Regions from separate parts of the Mus musculus genome. Here regions 2, 3 and 4 are each linked to region 1. The links are chromatin contacts, called in public Hi-C maps. All regions are on one chromosome and are shown on one strand. Each heading gives the region's core, a stretch centred on a gene start, on an enhancer-like site or on the middle of the called end of the contact. The rest is flanking DNA. Distances are from core to core; before and after follow the strand shown.

What was found. Hi-C and Micro-C count contacts between places; a contact is called where the count stands out from the background.
Region 2: a contact with region 1 is called in a Hi-C map of B cells, with 8 read pairs. The contact joins the promoter of Hat1 here to the promoter of Mettl5 in region 1. A contact is called at or near these places in 2 of 39 promoter capture datasets (liver and pre-B cells), 1 of 484 Hi-C or Micro-C datasets (B cells) and 2 of 115 datasets of contacts at active chromatin or transcription factors (both in embryonic stem cells).
Region 3: a contact with region 1 is called in a Hi-C map of B cells, with 6 read pairs. The contact joins the promoter of Slc25a12 here to the promoter of Mettl5 in region 1. A contact is called at or near these places in 2 of 39 promoter capture datasets (the C10 cell line and liver) and 1 of 484 Hi-C or Micro-C datasets (B cells).
Region 4: a contact with region 1 is called in a Hi-C map of B cells, with 6 read pairs. The contact joins the promoter of Dync1i2 here to the promoter of Mettl5 in region 1. A contact is called at or near these places in 1 of 39 promoter capture datasets (pre-B cells) and 1 of 484 Hi-C or Micro-C datasets (B cells).

What each region holds. Positions count from the first base shown.
Region 1 is chr2:69,883,427-69,888,069 of GRCm38.p6, forward strand. It overlaps Mettl5 (methyltransferase like 5), which reads right to left and starts at 2,189. Exons shown (of 7, transcript NM_029280.4): 1 at 1,823-2,189. The coding sequence starts at 1,931.
Region 2 is chr2:71,386,439-71,391,081 of GRCm38.p6, forward strand. Hat1 (histone aminotransferase 1) reads left to right here and starts at 2,822. Exons shown (of 11, transcript NM_026115.4): 1 at 2,822-2,866; 2 at 3,465-3,560. The coding sequence starts at 2,860.
Region 3 is chr2:71,365,409-71,370,051 of GRCm38.p6, forward strand. Slc25a12 (solute carrier family 25 (mitochondrial carrier, Aralar), member 12) reads right to left here and starts at 2,347. Exons shown (of 18, transcript NM_172436.4): 1 at 2,105-2,347; 2 at 1,119-1,172. The coding sequence starts at 2,116.
Region 4 is chr2:71,209,754-71,214,396 of GRCm38.p6, forward strand. It overlaps Dync1i2 (dynein cytoplasmic 1 intermediate chain 2), which reads left to right and starts at 2,193. Exons shown (of 16, transcript NM_010064.4): 1 at 2,193-2,321.

The sequences.
Region 1 (4,643 bases), core at 939-3,438:
CACCAAGCACATATGTGGTACACACATATATACACATGCAGGAAAAACACATACACATAAAATAATAAATCTCTCTCTCTCTTTTTTTTTTTTTTTTTTTTGGTTTTTCAAGACAGGATTTCTTTGTATAGCCCTGGCTGTCCTGGAACTCACTTTGTAGACCAGGAGGCTGGCCTCGAACTCAGAAATCCGCCTGCCTCTGCCTCCCGAGTGCTGGGATTAAAGGTGTGCGCCACCACACCCGGTTAATAAATCTCATTTTTAAACCAACTCTGGGATAGTTAATTACTGTTGCAGGTACTTTGAAACTCATGTCGTGCACATTAGAAACTAGGTATGAAAGAACTGATTATGTATGTATGTATTTGTTTGCTTGTTTATTTTGAGACAGTGTCTGGTTATATAACCCTAGTTGGCCTGGCTATATGGTCCAGGCTGGTCTTGAATTCACAATGATCTACCTGCCTCTGCCTCCCAAGTGCAGGAATTAAAGGAATGTTCCAGCATACCTGGCCTCTACTTTTAATCTTTTAAAAATTAGGTTTTGGGGCCGGAGAGATGGCTCAGTGGTTAAGAGCACTGACTGCTCTTAAGGTCCTGAGTTCAATTCCCAGAAACCACATGGTGGCTCACAACCATCCATAACGAGATCTGGCGCCCTCTTCTGGAGTGTCTGAAGACAGCTACAGCATACTTACATACAATAAATAAATAAATCTTTAAAAGAAAATTAGGTTTCATTACAAACCTTACAACCAGAAGCTGTAAAAAGTCACAATGAGAAAACCAGGGACTTGTGTGGTAGTAGCTGGCTCAGTGTGTACTGTACTTACCCAGAAAGCATTAGAACCTGAGCTCATATACCCAGCAGCCATGTAAAAGGTCAGGTGTTCATGATTATAAACCCAGTGCTAGGAACACAGGACAGAAGGATCTCTGAGGCTTGCTGGTCAGCCAGTTTAGGTGAATGGGTAAGCTCTAAATACAGTAAGACCCTGGCTCAAACGTATGGAGAGCAACTGAGAAAAACACCCTATGTTGACCTCTACCCTCCATACACACAAGACACACGAACATACACACGCTAAATACATAGCAGACTAGTCTTAATCTGAACACAGTTCATTGCAAATCTGATTGGTGATATGACACTATTTTAGAATGAAAACCCATGGAGATTACATTGGCAGCTTACACACAGCCATTTTGGAACTGAAAGAGATTCCCTCTTGCAGGTACTCCCAACCAAAAGAACTTTACCAAGTCTTCCCTGCTACTCTGCTAAGGGTGTTACATATGAATGGATTCTGCTCTATTCTCTCCTACATTCTCAGTATCAATCTCTGGCACCAAGCAAGAGGTCATTTGTGAAGAAACGCTTCCTCAACTGTCCACAACCTGAAACTCGATTTCTAGTATTTGTCTCTAGGGCAGAAATACGTAACACGGGAAATACATGTCCTTGACTTCAGTACGAAGTTATCTGTATTAAGCAAATGTTTAATGAGCTCCTAACTAGTACATGACTCTCTAGACACCGAAAAGACTAACAAATTCCTTGCTCCTGAGAATTTACAGTGTGTTGAGAGAAACAAACAAACAAACAAACAAACAAGCTGTCTGATAATGCTAATGGACACTCAGAAAAAACAGTAAAATGAGTGGTTGGGTTCGGAGTGTCTACGCTGCAGTGTCAGAAAACTACTTTGTCTAAAGGTATGGTATGTCTCCAGAACTTCCTTATATCCAAATCGCTACTTATTTTCATCATGAACTGGACAGGATCAAGCCCCAAGAGGGCACGATGAACCAGCCGCCCTACCTGCAATGTGCGGCCTGGTGGGATACTGTTCTAGAAGTAACTTGGGCTTTTCGAATCCATCCACTTCTTGCAGGCGACTCTCTAGTTCCTTAAGCTTTAACTTCTTCATCGTTTTCTCTGTATTTTAAAGTTTGGGCTCCTGGGGCTTCACAGCACGGGAGCTGCAGGGAAGTCTACCTAACCCGAAACTCCCCAGCGGTGCAGGGTGGGGGTGGGGTGGAGGGTCGGGGACAGACTATTTAGGACTCAGCGAGGGGATCCCACGAGCCTCGCGGGGATCGCCGCCCGTGGAACCCAGACGCTCCAGGAAAGCACTCGTATGCCTCTAGCTGGTCCTCGCGGTCCCTCCCCGCAGTGCCGGAAGTACCGACACGCATGCACGCCCTCTGCCGGGCGCCGAGCTGCAACCTCTGCCGGGCTCCCTGGTTCCGACGAGGACCAGAGTGGTTTTTTTGGTCCGCGTGGGCGCCATCGGAAGAAGCGGTCTTCATCGGCGATCACAAACCAGCCTCCACCAAGCCCGGGAACGCCAGCTTTGTCTTGAGTATCTATAGACCTGCAAGGGATGGGGAGAGAGTTGAAGGCAATATGGGACACCAGGCCCGTGTCCACCCACGCCTCAGAAAGTAGCGGTCTACACCCACCTCTGCGTCCTTCTCCAGTCGAATGCTCGGCTTTAATCTTCCCGTCCTCGTTTTCTGAGGCTTCGAGTTTCTTAGCACTTACGGATGTCAGTGAAGCAAGAAGAAACGTCAAAAGAGATTTGAAAAGAAAGAATATTGCCGGCATGGGTAGTGTACATTTTAGTTCCTCATTCAGGAGGATCTCTGTGAGTTTGAGGATGGCCTGGTTTACAAAGTGAGTTCCAGACCAGCCAGGGCTACACAATGAACAGAGAATATGGTTGTGGTGTCAAACGTAGGAAACACTATGAAACTTGTTATTCTGAAAACAGAAGTTGTGGATTGTGGGGAAAAAATGGAAGTAGGCACATAGCAGCAAATTTTAAAAATAATTATAATTATGAAAAGAAGACTTAAGGTGACCAATGCCTAGTAAGCTCGAATGACTTTATTATTGCCATTAATAGTCGTATTTTATTTGAGCCCAGGGCTTTGTGCATGCCTGGCAAGCGACTACTGAACTGCATTCCTAATACCATTGCCACCATCACCATCATCAAGATATAAAGAGACAAGAGCATGTCTAATAATAAAATGTAGAGAATAGAAAGTGTTTAAAACACAGGAGTGGAGGTGATGGTGACTTAACACTTATAAGATATGCTGAAGAGACAATGACAGGTGAATCTCTGTGAGTTCCAAAGCCAGTCTAGTTCATGTAGAGAGTTCTAGACCAGTCAAGACTACATAGACCCTATCTCCCTGTCTTAAAAAAAAAAAAAAAAAAAAAAAAGCAGGCAAGATACAAGATACCCTGAAACCCACAAAGGAGAGAACTGATTCCTGAAGTTTATCTTCCAACCTTCCCCACACAGAAAATAATAAATCAAATAAAAATTTAAAATAAGAAAAAAGTATGTTCTTTTAAAACAAAGAAAAGGTCTTGGCCAGGCCATTAAGATCACGCTGTTCTTCCAGAGGACCTGTCTTCAGTCCATAAGGATGGCTAACAACCATCTCTAACTGCAGTTGTAGGGGATCTGATGTCCTCCTCTGGCCTCTGAAGGCACTGCATGCGTGCGGTGCACAAGCATACATGCAGGCAAACCACAGATACACATTTTAAAAATTCTTAAAGACAAAGAAAATATTGGATGCATTTACAATCTTGTTTGTTTGTTTGTTTGCGTGTTTATATTGAGACAAGGCTTTGCTACAAGTCCATAGCTAGGATGGCCCCAAACTCACAGAGAACTGCCTGCCTCTGCGTCAGTGCTGGGATTAAAGGTATCTACCACCATTCAGGGCACAGCTCCCCAATCTTGAGGGGTCAGGATCCAGTACTTAAATACAAGATTGCCCTCAATAGGATGATTTCTCTTTTTATTATTTTTAAAGGAGTAGAGAGCTGATGAAGTTGAGAATGTATCTAAGATTATTTTCTATGAAAAGTACATTTCACAGTTACCAGAATGAAATGAGTTACTATATATAAAATCTTTAGCACATTGAGCTAGTACATTAAGCTCTTTTTCTTGTACCAAATGTCTTGCTAATATTAGTTGGTGATGTGTTATCTGTTGGTAAGAAAGGATGGATGGATGAAACTAGTTAGGTCCCTCTCCTCTTTCCCTCTCCCTCTCCCTCTCCCTCTCCCTCTCCCTCCCCCTCTCCCTCTCTGCCCCCTCTCTCTGCCCCCTCTCTCTCCCCCCTCTCTCCCCCCTGTCTCCCCCTCTCCCCAAAAAACAAAAACAAAAAAGAATTTTATGTGTATAGGTGTTTAGCCTGTGTTATGTCTCTGTACCATTTGCATGCCTGGTGCCTGCAAAGTTCAGAAGAATGCATTAGGTTCCCTGGAACAGGAGTTGTAAGCTACCACGTGGATACTGAGAATTGAACCTGGGTCCTTTTGAAGATCAGCCAGTGCTCTTAACTACTAAGCCATTTCTACAATTGCAGCATCTACTTTAAATATATAATTCCTTCCTCTAAACAGGTCACCATGTACTTGGAGAAACTAAAAAATCAAACATTTGAAAAATTCAGGAGCAACCAATAGCATCTCTTCAACATATCTAAAACTTAAATAAATGTTGAAAAAGTTTTCTAAAAAAATGCAAGTTTAAATATTATTATGAAAATAATCTTGATTTTTATAGACTTCTTGAAAGTACTTTGGAAAGAAAAAGAAAAGAAAG
Region 2 (4,643 bases), core at 1,572-4,071, 1.5 Mb after region 1:
TATTGTGTATTTATTTGTGTGTGTGTGTGTGTGAGAGAGAGAGAGAGAGAGAGAGAGAGAGTGTGTGTGTGTGTGTGTGTGTGTATGTGTGTGTTTTACAGCACTTATAAAGAGGTCAGAGGACAACCTATAGGAGGATGAGTTCTCTCTTTCCACTATGTGGGGCCTGGGCATCAAATTCAGGTTGTCAGGCTGGGCAGCAGGTGCTTTCACCTTCTGACCCACCTCACTGGTCCTGTTTCCCTTTCTGATCAATCATTAGTAGCATTGACTTCATATTCCTATCTGAACACTATGACTGTAATCTTGTATGTAAGAGTTTAAAGAGCAGGGCCTCAGTGTTCTTGCTGCCTACTCTAATCTTAAAGGGCATTTCTAGATAGCTAACACATAAATACCAGGCCTGAGTATCTGGAGGACTGGGCTCATCAGGACACTGGAGTAAACTGAAGATGAGCTTGGCAACTTACCTTGGGCTGACTCCTTTCTCTTTTCCTCCCTCGCTTGCCAGCCCCACCACCTCTCTGTCTCTGTCTCTCTCCAGATCTCACATAGCCCAGCTGACCTCAAGCTTCAGTGGCCAAGAATAACCTGAATTCCTGCCTTCCCCCCCCCCCCCCCCGTGCGGGGCGGGGGGGGGGGTGTTATAGGTATGTGCTGTTGGTCCTTATCCTCTTCTTCCCTTTCGCCTTCCACCTCTTCTTTTGGCAGATTCTTCTCAATCACAGTTCAGGTTAACCTCAAACTGATGAGTTGATGTTCCTGCCTCAGACTCCCGGGTGCAATGAGCTTAGGCACAATCTATCACTTTAGCTATATATTTTTTTTATCTCTAATACTAGAGAGCATATTAATTCTAGACTATTTCACCACGTGTGATGGTTAGTTTTAACTGTCACCATGGCATAGAACAAAATACACACATATAAATGTTTATATACACACATACATGCATATATGTATTACATACTACATACATATATACACATATATACTATATAACACATACATATATGACCCACACAAACCTATATTAGTGTGAGCATGTTTGCTGGGGATTGCCTTGATCATCTTAATTGATGGGAGAAGACTCACTTTAAGTGTGAGCAGCACCTTCTGGTAATGGCCCAGGTAAAAGGCAGAAAGAAAGCTTTGCTAACTTGCCTCCTTAACCTTCATTCTCACTGGAGAGTTCATTGACCTTTTTGGTGTGTAAGGGTCCATGATTTGCTGAAGGATGTCACCCTGGACTCCAATAGTATGTAACCACAAAGAGTGTTGAATTCTGCAGAAGTCTAGCAAGCTGGGTCTCCCATGACCCAGGTAGAGAGACACCCAAGTGAGCTCAGAGGCCTGATTTAAAGCACATTAGGGAGTTCTGGGGTAGGTGACCTCTATGATAATCTGTTGGGTCCATCTCTACTGACATTCCATTGCCGGGGTAGAGAGGCTGTAAACTTGTTGGGGGAGGCCTGGAAACTGCTGCTGACCCATTGTCCTTGCCTCGGGCCAGACAGGTGGCCAGACAGGTGGCGGGCCGGCTTCGGAGGCCTGGACTTGCCTGGACTTGCCCAGGTCTTGGTAAGAGATTTAGGCCTAACCTCCTTAACTGCCAATTTGAAGCCTGTCATGGAGTCAGCCTAGCCTTCTCAAGCGCTGGTATTAGAACCTTGCTAGGCAGAGACCCAACAGTTCTCCAGGAGTCCCTCAGGTCTTCACAGGCAGATTGGGCTGAGGCTCCTAGCTTTGAGGACTGACCACCAGGTTTTCAGCATTTGCTGTGAGACAACCACTGTCTGGCCTCTCCAAGTGTACCACATAAGCCAAGGTGGTAAGTCATCTTTTAATATATGTTCATTCCATTGGTTCCTTCTTTTCTAGAGAGACCCGATATACCAAAGATCAACTTTCCATACGGCATGCATCATTTTAAAGCGTATCAGCAAATGTGTTGACACCAGGGAGTCTGGTATTTGAATACCATCGTAGAGGTAAATAGCAAATTATCCTCTGGGAGAAAAAAAAAAATCCAAAAGCAACTAAATAATAAGGCCCATGATTAAAAATGGGTAGTATCCTATGATTAGTTCAAGCCACTAGGACCTCATACAAGTCCAACTAAATCAAGCCACTTGAGGTAGTGTTAGTAACCACTTTTAGTGAGCTAAATGGTTGTCCAGAAAACTTAAGAGCAAAAGCAGGTATATTTCTAAATTTTACTTTTAATAGTTGTGCACGCTAGCATGTAATCAGAGCACAGCTTTCGGGAGTCTTCCATTTTGGGTCCCTGAGTTCTTTAATATGGCACTATTTTTCAATTTGGGAGCACAAAGAAAGTCTATAATGGGTTAGTGGCAGAGCCTTATGTCTACCATAAGTATGACTCTGAATTGGTCACCCAGCTCCAAAATACGAATAAAATTCAGAGGAACCTTTTAAAATGGGTTATGGCAAAGTTGAATCAAAAAGTTTAAAAACTTCGAAATGAAACCCCCACAGAAAAACTTGCGTTCGGGCCAAAAGATGGGAAGGACAATCGCCTTAAGCTGTTTGAGAATTCACATTAATTTCTAAGCAAGTCTCTAGTGGCCAGCAAGCCGCACAGGCTGGGACGCCGAAGACATGGGGTGAGGGCATCCTCACGTGCGGTGGCTAGGCAACCGCGGGCGCCTTCTCACGGTGCTAGCCCCGCCTCCTGAGGCACTTCCGCCGCCGCGCGCCTGGACCTTCTCCCTCTCATTGGTTCGTGGCTCGCCGAGGATGGGCGGGGGAAACGCGTAAGTCCTTGCGGTCACTTCCGGCCCGGGAGCGCGCGGGTTGATTTGTCCTTCCTCAGCTGCGGGCGCTCGGAGCTCGGAAATGGCGGGTAAGTTCCCGGGAAAAGTTTAGCAAGGGGAGGAGGCGGGTGCTTCTGGGGAAGAACGTTGAGGCGGCCGTGACAGTGGCCGCCTGGAACTTTCGGGCTCTAGCAGAGGTTCCAGAAGGCCTCTCCCTTCCGCGAGGCACTGAGGGTCGGGGACTGGCTCCCGGTGGGCCGCGCTCGGCGCCACCGCCCCCGGTGCTGACGCTCGGCGCCTCCCGTGGGCCTCCCGGGCCTTGAGCTCAGGCAAGGCGCTCAGTTTGGTCTGGTGGAGCGCGGTCTGCCTCGGAGCCTTTCACCCCCTCGTTCCCCTTTGCTCACTGTCGCCCTAATGTAACCCATTAGGTCCAGTTCCCGCCAGCTGATCCTCTCCAGGGCCCTGCCCACCTCCCTCCCAGCCAACTTCTGAGCGAGCGCGGTGCTGCTGCCCTGCCCTGGTTCAGGGCACACTCAGGGTCTCATAACCCTTCAGGATTCCTGAGATCATTGTTTTTTTAGATGTCCTTTGAGAAAGTCGTTTTTACACTGCCCAACTTGTCACTTAGAATGGAACTTCTGTGCTGTGTGTAGTAGAATCCTCTTGCTGTGCTTTATTCGTTTCTAGCCTTGGAGAAATTTCTGGTGGAGTATAAGAGTGCCGTGGAGAAGAAACTAGCAGAGTACAAGTGTAACACCAACACAGCAATCGAGCTGAAACTAGGTGCGTATTTCCTTTCAGAGGAGTTCTGTGTGTGCAGCCCTGTATTTAACAGAGCCTTTAAAATAGGAAACACAGCTTGAGGTTAAGACGATTACGTAACAGGTACTTTCTGCGTTGACTGGACATGGAGATTTTAGGCAGTTCTCTAAGTTCATGCGGTAGAAGGGGTAGGGGAAAGATAGTGATAAGAAAGTGAAAGATAGTGTGGCAGAAAGTATATGTGATCTCATCTTAAAAATTGCAAATACACCAGGCAGTGGTGCCGCATGCCTTTAATCCCAGCACTTGGGAGGCAGAGGCAGGCGGATTTCTGAGTTCGAGGCCAGCCTTGGTCTACAGAGTGAGTTCTAGGACAGCCAGAGCTATACAGAGAAACCCTGTCTCGGGGGAAAAAATTGCAAATGGGGGATGGAGAGATGGCTCAGCTGTTAAGATCATTGACTGTTTTTCCAGAGGTCCTGAGTTCAAATCCCAGCAACCACATGGTGGCTTACAACCATCTGTAATGAGATCTGATGCTCTCTTCTGGTGCTCGTACTTACATATAATCATTCAATCAATCAATCTTCAGGCCCCAGGGAGCAGGACTGGTAAGAGCACTGACTGTTCTTCCGGAGGTCTTGAGTTCAAATCCTAGAAACTACATGGTGACTCACAAACATCTATGATGAGATCGGATGCCCTCTTCTGGTGTGTCTGAAGACAGCTACAGTGTACTTAGATATAATAAATAAATCTTTTTAAAAAAAATTGCAAATATGATAATAACAGCTGTTGGTTAGGATGTGGAAATTCATGGGTTGCTGGTATTATATCTAAAATGATATAACAACTTTGGTTTGGAAAAAAAATTTAAATGTATTTTATGTTCATAAGTGCTTTCTCTATCTTCATGAATACCAGAAGAGGACATCAGATTCCCACCATGTGTTTGCTGGGAATTGAACTCAGGACCTCTGGAAGAGACCAGTGCTCTTTTTTTTTTTTTTTTAAAGATTTATTTATTTATTATATGTAAGTACACTGTAGCTGTCTTCAGACACTCCAGAAGAGGGCGTCAGATCTTGTTACAGATGGTTGTGA
Region 3 (4,643 bases), core at 1,097-3,596, 1.5 Mb after region 1:
TTAAGGTCAATCCTTACAAGACTTCCGGTTTTGTTTTGTTTTTGTTTGTTTGTTTTGGGTTTTTTTTTTTTTTTTGGTATTTTCGAGACAGGGTTTCTCTGTGTAGCCCTGGCTGTCCTGGAACTCACTCTGTATAGACCAGGCAGGCTTTGAACTCAGAAATCCGCCTGCCTCTGCCTCCCAAGTGCTGGGATTAAAGGCGTGTGTCACCACCGCCCGGCAAGACTTCCGTTTTTTTAACGTGTGTATGTTTATGCACCACATGCATGTGATGTGATGTCCTCAGAGGCTAGAAGTAGATGACAGATTCCCTGGAATTGGACTGCAGATGGCTGAGTGCTGCCATATGGGTGCTGGGAATCCAACCCAGGTCTTCTAGAACAGTGCTCTTAACTGCAGAGCCATCTCTCCCCACCCCTTTTTAAAAAATAATTTATTATTATAAGGAGCAGATGTGTGAGCACTGGTGCATATGCACAGATATATGAAAGTCAGAGGACAACTTTATATAGTTAGTTCTCTCCTTCGATATTTATATGGGTTCTGGGTAAAGCACCTTTATCCACTGAGTCATCTTACCAGCCTCCTTACAAAAGAATCTAAAGCAAACATGTTGTACCAACCCCTACCCCCATCCCCATCTATGGTTGCAATAAGTGGGAGGAGAAAGCGCAACTACAATAGTCATAAATTATCTGTGCAACAAATGTCATAGACATTTATGAGAAGGAAAATTTTATAAGTCATCCTAAGTCATGCAAACAAAAAGAGCAACTCCAGGAAAACCTCATATCAATCCCCAATAGAAAGAAAAATTTTCCAATCCGTTCTTACTAAGAGTACAAACGGCCGGGTATAGAGCCAATCGCAGCCCTCAGGAGGCAGAGGCAGGTAGATCCTCCGAGTTCCAGGACAGCCTGGTCTACAAAGCAAGTTCCAGGACAGCCAGAGCTACACAAGGAAAATCTGTCTCAAAAAAAAACCAAAACAAACCAAGTACAAAGGACATCCTCCACTCATGTTTGTGAGAAGAGCATTTCTCAAAGTTAGAGAGCTTAAAGAGGAATAACGATCATGTTCTTCCCATTCTTTCCCTGATGTAAAATTCTTTCACTTACCTGGAGGAATATGTTTCTCAGCTCATGAGGATCACCTCGTTTGGTTGTATGCACCTGAGGGGGGGGGGGGAATGACTGGTTAATGCTTAGCTAGAAACCACATAATCTCTTTAGATTATAGTTTACATCTGCTAACAACTCATTTATCTTTCATAAGGTCATTTAGTCTAAAAACAAACCCAAAGCTTAATTGCTGATAACACCTGTCAAACCGGAGATCTACGGCTAAGGGGTGGGAGAAAAGGGTGTGAATAGTGCAAGATAGAGCAAATTACAGACGGCACTTCCTGTGAACTGGAAAGGGAAACCAATGTAATCGTTTACTTTATTCCACAACTACTAGCAATACAGTAGCAACCACCAAGCTACAAATCCTGAGAGCCTCAAGAGAGGAGCAACAGGAGATGTAAAACAGCCAAATTAATAGCCGGGCCTAGCAGCCTTTCTTGTGGAAAGCAGAAACAGTACATCGTCATCTTGGCGACCCTTTCTCCATCTGACCTAAACCTTGAGAGCTGCCACAATACGGATACTTTCGACATCTGACAACCTGCCAGGCAAATGTCAACCAGTGCCCTGGGCTGTATTGTGGCCCCAAATGACAACACCCACCCCCTCCCCCACCGCGGATGCCCTGGGTATCCCCGGTTCTCCTGCCCGCTGACTCTCAGTCCCTCTCTGATGCTCTCCAACTCTGTGCTCGCAATCCCATGTACCTAGGACAAAACACTACTCTTTTCCTCCTCCCGACCATGGTCCTCAGGAGCCCCTCCAACTCACGATCCCTCCTCCTTCCCCTCCCCCAGCCGGGCATCCTCTTCGCTCCGGTCCAAGCCCAGCACAGCTCTCCACCCGCAATCTAGAGCCCCGGGACGCACTGGCTAAGAACCAGGCAAAGAAAGCAACGGAAAGAGGCGGGGGGCTGCACTCGGGGCCCTTGGAACGTCTCTTATGCAATAAAAGCAGCAGCAGAGAGTTGGAGTCACCTTGACCGCCATGCTGTGCTCGGAAGCCGGGAACGAGCGAGTGAGCGAGCTGGGCCGAGCTGTCAGGGCGCGCGCGCGCCACGGCCCGGGGCCGCGCCCGCGCTCCCTCCTGTCGCAGCGCCGCGCCCGTCTATATGCAAATGAGCTAGAGCGCGTCGGTGGTGCGCACCGAGTGGCCTTGGTTGATCCATCAGCGGGCCGGCGGGGCAGTCGCACCTCTTGCGGGGGACACCAGAGCTCCGGTCGCCGGATTCCAACGCGCAGTGTGAGCAGAGGCTCCTCTGGGCCAGCCCCAAGTCCCAAGGCCTGGCAGTGGGTGTGGCTTTGGGCACCGGCTTCAGCCAAAGTCGGTTCCCTCTTGGGGCTTAAAGGAACACTTGGGGCCTGTATTGAGCAAGGTTGGAAGCATATGAGAGCTTGTCCCATTAATAATGAGTTTATGACAACCAGTGACAAATATTGATAAGGAAAATGATTAGTTAGGTTTTTTAAAGGGAAAACCTAAGTAAACATAACTTCAGAAATATGCTCCTGAATTAACATTCCTTGGGATATCCCTAATGGTTTATTAATAGATTCGCTTCACTCTCTTAACCACCCAAATTCTTTGTACAATGTATATAGAAAACAACTTTATTTATCTTGGAGCTGGTACTTGCTATGCTGACTTTCTCTTCTACAGGAAACAATTCCTCTGTGAATTCCCAGCCCTGCCTTAAGCTAAATTAATGTCTCTAAAACTGAGGCTTGCCATTAAGATATGTGAGGGCCAGGCAAGTAGCTTAAGTTGCTGGAGTGCCTAACTAACATGCTGGAAGTCCCGGGTTCTATGCCCAGTAGCACATAAACTCTATCTTGGCGAAGTAGTATCCGACTGTAATCCCCAGGCTTGAGAAATGGAGGCAGGATAATCGGAATGTCATCCTCGGCTGCATAAGAGTTAGAGGCCAGCCTGGATGCATAAGACGCGTCTTCAAAGAAAAGAAAAACGAAAGGAATAGAGGAGAAGTAAGAAAGGGGAAGGGAGGGAGGCGGGGGGGGGGGGGTGTGTGGAGGGGGAAGAGGGGTGCGGATCCGAGGTGATAGCTCAGTCTGAGGCTCCTCAGAACTCATTAAAGGTAGAAAGATAATCAACACCTATTTTCCACATTTCATCTAAGCACTAAGGTGAATAAAATTAAAAATTGTTAAAAAAAAAAAAAGAAGGGGAGAAAAGATCCTATTAGTTCTCATATTGATATTCACCCAAATATTTACTAAAATCCTCCATGTGCTAGACATGGTCCTATTTGTAAAGTGTGGATATAAATACACATATATGCATATGAAGTATGTGTATAAGTAGTTATTTATTGCAAAGACCTTCTTTGCCACCATTATCATAGACCATTTTAAGTTATAAAACTAAATAGCAATCCTACATATTGTAGATATCATACCCTTGGCTCAATCATACTTAAATGTTGCAATATTTGATTATCCCTGGGTTATTACAAGAAAATTTGTAACAAGCTGATGATGTCTCCTGTAGTAGTATATTGCCTTTATTCCCACCCACCAGTTATAGGCTTCGTGTGCTCACTTTTCAATATCTTTGAGACCAGGCAAGGGGATAAGTCTTTTTAAAAGAAACATGGTTGACTTGTTTAAAACTGATCATTAGTGCACTCGACATGGGTTTTGTGAGAGGGAAGGAAGTGATGAGATTTCTTGTCATTATAGTATTAAAATTAAATCTACTTAATTCATAAAATCATATACATGCCATGAATACTTGTGTCTATCAATAAATATGTGCTATTTGAAAATATCAGAGCCCAGTAAAAGCCAGACATTTAGCGATTGTGTTTACCCAGGACCTCAACCATATTTGGTTTTTTTTTTTTTTTTTTTTTTTTGGTTATTGTTTAGTTGGTTGCCTTTTGTTTATTTGTTTTGAGACAGGGTTTCTCTGTGTAGCCCTGGCTGTCCTGGAACTTGCTCTGTGGGCCAGGGTACCCTCAAACTCACAGAGACCCACCTTGCCTCTCTATCCAGAGTGTTGGGATTAAGGGGAGCATAACTACATCCAACTACTATTTTCTTTCTTTCTTTCTTTTTAAGATTTTATTTATTTATTTTATGTATATGAGTAAAGTAGCTGTCTCCACACATACCAGATAAGGGGATTGGATCCCATTACAGATGGTTGTGAGCCATAATGTTGTTGCTAATTGAACTCAGGACCTCTGGAAGAGCAGTCAGTGCTCTTAGCCACTGAGCCATCTCTCCAGCCCTTATTTTCTTTCTTAAGTGAGACATGCTCCTTTAAATTAAAAAAGGGGGGGGGGGGGCGTAAATAGTGATGGAAAACCAGGTTCCCATATGTGAGTGACTGCTGGGCCTTTATCTTTTGCCATGCACAAAAACTTCCCTCAAAATGTATTTTTAAAGGGGAAACATAAGATCTACAGCCATAAAACTCCCAGAAGGAAACGCATGGAACGGGGAGCTCTCTGACACTGCCTCAGGTAGTAACAATCACACCAAAGCCAAAGCT
Region 4 (4,643 bases), core at 943-3,442, 1.3 Mb after region 1:
TTCCTGTGGCTTCAATCCTCAGTTTTAATTTTAGCCCACAGCCATTCTGAATTATTTGTTGATTCTCTACTATGCTCTACGCTCTCATCTTTGTACTTTAACCCTATTTTCCTCCTCCTCTTCCTCCTCTCCCTCTGTCTCCCTCTCCCTCTCTCCCTCCCTCCCCCCTCCTCCTCCTCCTCCTCCTCCTCCTCCTTCTTCTTCTTCTTCTACTCCTTCTCCTTCTCCTTCTCCTTCTCCTTCTCCTTCTCCTTCTCCTTCTCCTTCTCTTTCTCCTTCTCCTTCTCCTTCTCCTTTTTCTTCTTCTTCTTCTTCTTCTTCTTCTTCTTCTTCTTCTTCTTCTTCTTCTTCTTCTTCTTCTTCTTCTTTTTCAGTACCATGGTACTTTTCTGAATCTTGTTTTCATGATTAATTTTTTCTTTCTTTTTCCCTGGCTGTCCTGGAACTCACTCTGTAGACCAGGCTGGCCTCAAACTCAGAAATCTGCCTGCCTCTGCCTCCCAAGTGCTGCGATCAAAGGTGTGTGCTACCACTGCCCAGCCATGATTGATTTCTAATCAACTTTCCAAAATCAAAGACTCGTACCTGGAAGCATCTCTTAATGAAAGTATTTTTTTTCTTACCTACCTATTTCTATGACTTAGTTACACAATCTCATCTTAACAGTTGATGGAACTGAGAACCCAGTGTTTCTCCGTTGAGAAGAGGAAAGTTTGTTTCAGCTCTGAGAGTGTGCAGCTCCATTCCTGGTACATGATGAATGGCTACTCATAACAATTTTCAAGTGACTAAACAAAAACTATTTGGAAAGAAGGAAACAAAGTCTGCATAACTAAACGCTCTTTGAAATTTTAAAGCTTCAAATTTGAGATCAATATTAAACTTAAACAATGTTCTTCCTGTCAGTTTTCTAGAAGATAAGAAAGTAATGCTTTGGTATTACCTTTAATATTTAGCAAATAACGCTTTAATACTTGGCAAATAATGCTTCAGATTATTCAAATAAATTCTTCAAGCCACATGCATCAGCCCATGCACTTCTGGTAAATTCTTATTTCAATTATTTTCTTTATATTAAAAATCTAACCAGATCCAATAGTATAAAATGCTTTCTTACCAAACACACTTTTTGGAGGAAACTATTCTGTTATAAAATACTAGAAATTATTTTTATGCTAATTATTTTTTTGTTTTGTTTTGTTTTGTTTTGTTTTTAGAGACAGGGTTTCTCTGTATAGCCCTGGTTGTCCTGGAACTCACTTTGTAGACCAGGCTGGCCTTGAACTAAGAAATCCGCCTGCCTCTGCCACTGTCTCCGGAGTGCTGGGATTAAAGGCGTGCGCCACCATGCCCTGCTTAAATTAATATATTTTTATTTAAAGATTTATTTATTTTATTTATACAAGAACACTGTAGCTATCTTCAGACACACCAGAAGAGGGCATCAGATCTCATTACAGATGGTTGTGAGTCACCAATGTGGTCGCTGGGAATTGAACTCAGGACCTCTGGAAGAGCAGCCAGTGCTCTTAACAGTTGAGCCATCTCTCCAGCCCCAATATATGTTTATTTTTGATCTTGTGTCACATGCTACAAGAATCCTCAATAATCCATGGCCCCTGCAAATCAATCTACGAGCACATGCCTATAAATAAACTTCTTAAAATGCCCTTTTCTCAGGTTCATTATGGAAAAACAGGACTTAAGATTTTGTTAATGTTGGGCCACAGACCTTAAGCAGCACATGCTGCATTGTAATCATTGTTCCACGGAAGAAAACACCTTCAATACAAACTCTGGAATGTTCTCATTAGCATTTTAAGGGCAGAAAGATGGCCTTGGTGCTGGGGACAGGAAAGCTAAGACTGACTACATATCCCAGCATTCCTTGCCTCTAGTGGGACCACAACTCCCACAGAGCTTCGCTCGCCCAGGCAGGGCGCCTGGTTGCCGGGACTTGAAGTTCTCTGGAGGTATTGAGGGCTCCGCCCCAGGATGTGAGGTGTGGTTGTCCAGCTTTTGCCAAAGCGGAAACGCTTCGGGCCCCGGGCCGGTGTATCTGTTTCAACCGGGAGATTCTGTTTTACAAAAGGTAAGTCACGGAGAGGCCGCCCCTCTGCGCTGGGCGGCAAAGACTCTGATTCTGTGTGAGACCGCGTCTCGGCGCAGCCATTTGTCCCTCGGCTCTCGCCGTAGCGGCCGCCGCCCATCCCTCTTTGTGTGCTTGGGACGCCGCGGATCTGCGGCGGCGACAGTTGGAGAGGGACGTTCCCGGGAAGTTACCGGCCAGAGAAAGCGATCTCCACTCCGCCACCTGACAGGTCGGTCGGCCGCGCTTCCTTCAAGTCCCTTTTGCCTCTGATGGCCGCTTTGGAGCTCGTAGGGCCGCCCGGCCGATATTCTGACAGCGCCGGCCCGGGTGACTCAAAGCGGCCTGGGGAGGCCACCAGGGCCCTTGGCAACCCTTCGGGACCCTCCGCAGGCGGCCTGGACCCTCGGGATTTGTCCTGCACCCGTCTGGTGGACCTCGGACACACCCCAGCCCGGACCGCACCCTCTTGGCCTTAAGCCTAGGGAGAAAGTAATTCCTTAAGCTTTGCTTGGTTTTTATTAATAAAGATCACTACTACTTGGGTCAGTAGCAATGACCAGGCACCTAGCGTGTGTGTTGGAGGTCTCTGAACACTGTGATTGTAAACATCATTCTAGACACTTTCCTTTTTCCGGAGTTTTAAGAAAATGAACCTGTCAGTCACGGAGCAGAGGCCCTGACCTGTCTGATAATGAGGGAGCTAACTGATCGCCCGTGCTTCAGCGGGACAAAATAGTTAGAGTTGAAGGAAGAAGTATTTCTTCAAACTAGATTCCAGGCAGTATTGGTATATTGTTGACAATTGGTCCTAAACAGAAAATAATATGTATTATTTATCATACATAATACAAAAAAAAATCATACAGAGTGATGTGTATGGAAACTTTCTTCAACAGCCCTTACAGTATGAAGCTTTTTAGAGACCTGAAAAGAGTGGGTGAAGAAACACGAGCTTTGCTTTGCGAGTTTGTTCAAATGACTTGGTTGGGAGTATATATAAGAGTGTATATTCTAGCTGCATATGTATCAAAAGATGGCCTAGTCGGCCATCACTGGAAAGAGAGGCCCATTGGATACGCAAACATTGTATGCCCCAGTACAGGGGAACGCCAGGGCCAAAAAGGGGGAGTGGGTGGGTAGGGGAGTGGGGGTGGGTGGGTATGGGGGACTTTTGGTATAGCATTGGAAATGTAAATGAGCTAAATACCTAATAAAAAATGGAAAAAAAAGTGTATATTAAAGGGATTTCCTGTTACTTGCTCACTAGTTTTTGCCCACTGTCCTGTCTTTCTGAAGTACGCTACCAAGAATTCTCCCTTTTTCATTTACATAGAAGAATGTTTTTCATTTTCATAGATGAATTTTTCCTCCTTACCAAATTTGCCCTTAATCCAACTTTATTGTGATCCTAAGAGATTCCTAGACTTTTCAAGAGGTTATTAACCCAGTTTCCTTAATCAAAAGCATTTAATCCTGCAGTTGTATGGAGAGAGACACTGACAAAGGTTGAACCAGTAATGTAGAGAAGGTAACAAGGTCCTGGCTCCTACCTTACATTGAGTCCCTAGGTTACCTTTCCAGTTCAGAAAGCTCCTCGTTCCTCCCTCCCTCCTGCATAACAGTCAGTATGAGGACACGCTTGTGTTCGTAATCCCATCTACTTTGCAGATGGATCGTTTAGCAGCTGTGAGCTCAGTGTTAAGGTTGCTATGCTGTGAAGGTAACAAAAACCATAAAAACACAGCCCCCAACTCATCCAGATGACTATCTACCATGGAACATTTCAGGCCCATATAGATAATCATAAGAATGCCACAAGAAGGTGTTAGGTGGAAATATACTGTTTGATTGATTGTCATGGAACATCTATAGAATTTAAAAGAATTTTTAGGAACTTCCTGTTTAGCTATTCAGTGTTTTATTAAGTTTCTGGGAACAAAACACAGACATCTCTGGTAATAGTTTTGGTTTCATAGCTGAAGACATAAGCATTCTTTAAAAGCCTGTCTTGCCCTGTATGGCCCAGGCTGCCTGGAACTCAGAATCTTTGTGCCTCCCTCCTAGAGAGCCCAGATTACAGGTGTGAACTATCATACTCGTCTAGAACTTAAAACCAACAGTGTCGTTTGTTTTAAGCATTAGTTATGACTTTTATTATCTAGTACTCAAATACAGAGACATCAGAAAACATGGAATCTGGGTGTGCTGGCTAACTCTGGCACACCAGAGTCTGAGATAGGAGAATCGCCATGAGGACATCCTGGGCTACATTATGATTTCAAGGCCAACCTGGCTACAGTGACACATTGTTAAATTTGGGCTTAGGAACATGAAAACATCTATGTACTAGCTGTTGTGCTCAAGTTCTAGGAAATATTTCTTCATACATTTGTGTATAATTTTTCTTACATTTTAACAGTATGCATATATGGTTTTTGCTATTTTAAAAGTAGAACTTGTGTGTTCTCTATGGGTACCATTGAAATTCTTAGCTTCTTGGTACACCTCTTGAAGTACTTTTTTAAAAAAAGCCTGTTGCTTGTTCTTTTAA